Linked DNA regions of Canis lupus: region 2 is linked to region 1. Evidence: chromatin contacts called from public Hi-C data. All regions are on one chromosome and are shown on one strand. The core of a region is the stretch at or near the end of the contact, and the rest is flanking DNA. Distances in the headings are between cores, read along the strand shown.

What was found. A called contact is a pair of places that touch in the nucleus more often than the background predicts.
Region 2: a Hi-C map of blood shows a contact between it and region 1, with 4 times the contacts expected there. The contact joins the promoter of IL17B here to the promoter of CSNK1A1 in region 1. A contact is called at or near these places in 5 of 9 Hi-C or Micro-C datasets (amygdala, blood and skin fibroblasts).

The regions. Positions count from the first base shown.
Region 1 is chr4:60,348,437-60,351,136 of UU_Cfam_GSD_1.0, reverse strand. CSNK1A1 (casein kinase I) reads right to left here and starts at 1,416. Exons shown (of 13, transcript XR_005358451.1): 1 at 759-1,416; 2 at 11-117. It overlaps LOC111095594 (a long non-coding RNA gene), which reads left to right and starts at 1,547. Exons shown (of 2, transcript XR_005357633.1): 1 at 1,547-2,222.
Region 2 is chr4:60,489,148-60,491,918 of UU_Cfam_GSD_1.0, reverse strand. IL17B (interleukin-17B) reads right to left here and starts at 1,443. Exons shown (of 4, transcript XM_038535067.1): 1 at 886-1,443. All of the region lies in intron 1 of LOC111095596 (a long non-coding RNA gene), which reads left to right.

The sequences.
Region 1 (2,700 bases), core at 167-2,666:
GGGTTCTTACCGTATGTGGGGGATGCCCACCCCACCTTGAAGAATCTTATAGAGTTTGCTCTCGTACAGCAACTGGGGATGCCTGGCCTTCTGAGATTCTAGCTTCACTGCCACTTCCTGCAGGGGAGAGAGGGGAGGATGGCATCAACATCCCTGAGGATTCAATGTCACTTGGGAGAGGAGGGGGAGACATCGAGCCAAGCTCCCACTCGAGACTAGAAGGTGAAGCGAGAGCCTCACAAGAGAAAGCTCCCTTTGTGATTATAAAACGAGGCAACCGGCCTCAAAGGACTCTTCAGGGGGTCGTGACGAAATCGGCACGTCCTCGAAGGTGCAGAAAATGATTCATCCAGAAAACGTAATGAGAGGTTTAGAAGGAAACTGACGATGGAAAGCAAGAACCCCCGACATAATAAATCCATTGGGGGGAGAAGGGGGGGCGGGGGGACCGGACATGGGCATCAGAGAAATACGACGTCGCCGTTTTCGCTTTACACGACGGCTTAAAAAAGTTCGATTAAAGAACGTTTTTAACAAGCTGGGAAACTTCACAGGTTCTCCCCGCGCTTCCTACCGGGTTCCTTGCCTTTTAGGGAGAGGGAGCGGGGGAGGCTCCTAAGCCAGGAAGGCTGGCTCCCTCTCCCGGGCTCCCCTCCCCAGGAGGTGCGTGTGTGGTGGGCAAAGGCCCGGGCGCTACGGGGGCCGGCGCGGGGGAGGCCTGGCGCGGCGTGGCCGTGAACCCCACCCCGGGTGATTACCTCGCCGTTGGTAATGTTGATCGCCAGGTAAATGTCCCCGAAGGAGCCAGACCCGATCTTCCGTACCAGTTTGTATTTCCCTCCGACAATGAATTCGGCCTTGGAGCCGCTGCTGCTCGCCATCCTGAGAGACGAAGATGGAGCCTGGGGCCGAGCCCCGACACCTCTGAGGGGAGCACGGAGGCCTCTGGGGCTCGTCCGCGGAACGAGGCTGCGGCGGAGGGCGGCAGGAAACGGACAACGTGGGCTCTTTCAAGGCGTTACGGGGCCCGGAACCGGCCGAGGGGAACCTGATCGCCGCCGCTCAGTCAGGGGCCGCGGCTTGTTAAGGGGGTCCTCGCGGTTACCAGACTGGGCCACTGGCTTCTGGGCGGCCGCCGCTGGCTCGCTTTCACGGCGACGTCGCGGGCTGGAAAAGGGGCGCGGTGGTGTAGGGCGGCGATACCGCTGCCACCAGCGCCGCCGGCTCCCGCCCGGAGGGACCCCTGTCACTCCGCCGACGCCGCCATCTTGTTACTCCGGCTCCAGCCAACACAAAATGCCCCCAGTCCCCGGGAGCCGCTTCTTCACGGCGCAGAGCACGCTGGGAAAGGGATCTCGGGCGCTAGCCCCGGAGGGTCGACAGCGAGAGGGAGGGCGGAACCGGATCCGTGAGAGTCGCGGCCCACGCTCCGAGCGTCACCCCGTCACCGCCCAGCCACGCATGCGTCCTGCAGCCCTGCTGATTGCGCAGGCGTGCGGTGGCTTTCCCCCCCTCCCGCCCCCCCGCCGCCCGGGGCTCACTTCCACTTCCGGTCCTGCTACCTGTTAGTCGCGTCTGGGCCCTCCGGGTCTGCGGGAGTCGGCGCGCGGCCCTGGGCCTCGAGAGCGTGTTAGGGAGGAGTCGCCTTCATTTTTCGTGGAAGATGGGAACTCCTGCCTTCCTTGGGAGTTGGGTTTTGACATTTGCTCTTTGTTTGATTCTCTTTTTTAACCTTTGATCTTTCAGGCCGGCCTGGTCCCGCCCACTTCTGTTTTGCGGGCGGCTCTGGCCTCTGGTGGCCTGGGAGAGGAAGGCCGCCCTCACCCCTCACCCCTCACCGGCCTGGCTCTGGCCGCGGCTCCCGAGAGTAGCAGAGGCTCTAGCCGGTTGGCCTCTAGGAATTAGGAGCCCGCGCTGTATGGAGTGCCGGGGAATCTCGTTTTACGGGGGGGGGGAGCGGGAAAGCAGGAATTATCTTACCTCTCTGTGCTGTTGTTCCACGGATACACTCGGTCCCCGGTTGGGAAAGAACCAACACCTGATTCATAATTTGAGAGGCCGATGAGTCAACAGAGAATAAAATTTACAACTCTGGAAAAAAAAAAAAAAGAAAAGAAACCGCACAAAGAAGTTATTCCCACCCCCCTCGCCTCGAAAGCTCCATAGTCCTACCTCGGTCATACCGAAAACTGCGGTGTCGATCCAAAAAGAAAAGACATAAGGTGGAAATAACTATTGCAAAATATGATTGATAACGTTTAAGACAGTCAATGTTCATGTTATTGTTGGCCTTTACACAGTAATTCTTCTTTTAACTGAAGATTGATTAAAAAATCAAATCTTGGCCGCATTTTGGTTTACAAAATTTGACCTGAGAAAACGGCCTGGTAAAAGCGTTCACCTGCAATAGGAATGAACCCCCGATGAATGAATCAAACCTCAGTTGTAAAAATGCAACCGGAATCTCTCAAAATGAATTCATTCAAACGGAAATGGGAGAAAAATATAGACAACTGCAGCCTGGAGAGCTGATCCAATAATTAGTGACGACTTGCATCCTGACAGTTACCTTCCCTAAAATTCTTGCGTTTTATTCTAATTCCGATTTAAATACTTGTATTCATAAAGCTCTAATCCAAATGTGTTGAATGTGAAAACAGATCCCCTAAGCTTTAGAATGAAGCGGGGTTTTTTTTTTTT
Region 2 (2,771 bases), core at 194-2,693, 140 kb before region 1:
CGAAAATGATTATGATGAAATAATCACATAATTGTTATTACAAACATTAGCTATTCTAATTAGCATGAGAGCCAGCGTGGTTCTCGTCGCTCAGCCAACTCTCCCTCCTTGCCCCTCGGGCCCCCCCGAGAGAGCTCCGGGCTTCACAGGCTCCGGCCACAGTGTGGTGAGCTGGGGTGACCCCAGGGGCTACGGGTCCTGAAATCCCACGCTGAACTGGCCAGCCCCGAGGGTCCAGGTCTCTCCGCTCAAGCGAACCGAACAGTCCAGCCTGCTTTGAGGGAGCCAGTCCGCCCAGGGCAGCGGAGGAGGGTAGGAGAGAGCGTGCAGAGGACAGGGAGGGACACGGTGAATGAACAAACATCTAGGACTGCACCGTGGCGCTCAGGGCCACTCCTGGCCATTTACAGGAATAGGCCGAGGGGGAGAACAGAGTGCGACGCGCTGCCGAATGTCACAAGATTAATCTGTCCGGGGCAGGTTTCCACAGCATAACTGAGAAACTGGCTGAGGCTGGAGCTCATCGAGAGATACCACCATATTTGGTCAAATACTAGACAGGACTCTATTCTATCACTGGAAACTCCAGAGGGAGGGGGACTCTGAAAATACCTCCTCAGGCAGCAAGGGCCCCCACTCCCATCCCAGGCCGCCCCGGCCCCACCCCACTGTCCTCCGAGCTAGTGTGACGGGGTGAGGGATGGGGGCAGCCTCCTTGCTACCCCTCTGCTGCTGCTGGCGGGTGGCGGGAGCAGCATGCAGCTGGGGGGACCCCACCCCCCACCCCGGCCGGCATCCACGGAAAGGGAAATGAAAAGATAGGGACCTGGCTGCCAGGGGGGTCCTCTGCTTCTCAGGCCCCCCGCAACCACCACACTCTCCTACCTGCTGGCCACATGCACCCTTGCTTCTGTATCCCAAAGTCAGGACTTAGCTGTCTGGGCTTCCAGCTCGGTGCTTGTCAACGTAGACTCCGGGGTCCTGGCCTCGGCGCTCTGACAACGCAGGCCCGGGAATCTGCGCCTCACAGGAGCCGGTCTGGGAGCTACAGGAGTCCTCACCCACTCTCCACATTCCCGCACCCCACCTCCACTCCAGCACGGGAGGAGAAGGGGGCAGGTGGGGCTGGGCCTCAGTATCAGTGCCGGAGTCAGGAGAGGCTAGTTAGAGCACGCCTCAGTCTCTTCTTCCCTCGCAGCGTATACCGACAGCTTGGGGCCAGGCTGGGACTTGGGGCCCCAGACTCCTCCCAGTAGGGAGGGGGACACCTGTGGGGGTACCCAGGCAGGTGCTTGGGGAGTCACGGAGGGCCCCAGTGACCATCAGTGGGTTTCCCATTCCTGGGCCATCTCAGGCCTGGAAGGCAGTCCCTTCCTCCAGCCTAGGTCTCGAGAAAACCACCGAAGGGTCATCTGCCCTCAGGGATGTCCTGAGTGTGAAGCTTGTCCGACTACAGTGGGACCAACCTAGGTCTGAGAGAGAGGCCTAAGAACGTGGGCGTCAGTGTTTCTGCCCCACAGCAAAGTTGGGGTCCTTAGGTCTTCTTTCACGGGAAGTGGTGGGCACTCATAACGGAGGCCCCGGGCGGGGGGGCTGGGAAGGGGGAGGCAGGGGGTGGTCTTGCTCAGGGCCACCAGAGCCCTCGGCGGCAGGGCCCGCCTTGAAGCGGCGCTGTGCTCGCCACCAGGTGGCGCCACCAGAAAGCCAGACAACCCTGAAGAGTGTCGCATGCCCAGAGGGAACCATCCCCGCCCCTTCCCTGGAATGGGCCCTGGCGCTGAAACTGAGGGGACCAGGTGACGGGGCATGGGTCCTGTGCCTGCCCTCTGGCCTCCCGAGCGACCCTACTGTCAGGGTCCAGCTCCAGGGACACCTCCCATGTCAGAGCAGCAATGGCACAGGCTGCCAAGGGGGGGGGGGCAAGGATGGGGTGCAGGCTTCTGTCTGCTGTGTGAATGATTCCTTCGCTTGGAGCATCCACCATGTGCTGGGCCCCAGGCGTTTGTCTGCTGGACATCAGAAATTTCAGGAAATAACAATTAGTAATAATAATAGCTACTGCTTAATGTCTATTTACTGACTGCCAGGCACTGTGCTAAGTCCTTCGTGAGCACTGTTTCAGTAAATCTTCCCAGCCACCCTGTGGTGAGGTCCTAATTTTATCCCTCATCTACGAACGGGGAAACTGAGGCTCAGGGAGCCCAAAGTCACAGAGGATTCAAAGCAAGGTTGTCTGATTAGTGTACATGCTGTCCCCTGCAGTGAGGGGAAGGAGAGGAGAGTCACAGCCAGGAGAGGGCAGGGGGTGTCCAGCTGGTCACGGAGGAGGGCCAATGCTTGCCTCGGCCTCCCCATGACATCCTCAAACGAACTGGACCATGAGTGCTGGGGAGGTCACTGAGCCCAAGCCCAAACCAGAGTCCTCAAGAGGATCTGAGAGCTCCCAGGGCATGAGCACGGCACCCAGCAGTGTTCCTGGCACGTAGTAGGCATTCACAAGGTATTTGATGCATTGCCTCAAGCCAGCTGTATGCGATATGGAGTGTTAATGCTGGAATGGAAAATGGGAGGCCCGAGCCACAGGGACCTGTAGAGGGGGTGGGGGATAGCCCAGGGGTAAGAGTTCAGACTCTAGAGATCCACAGATCTGAGTTTTAATCCCGCCTCTACCAGTTCACAGCTGTGTGACCTCGGGACAGTCACTTGACTTCTCTGAGCCTCAGGTTCTTCTGCACAGTAGAGATTATAACTTGGCCTGGCTGGAACGTTGT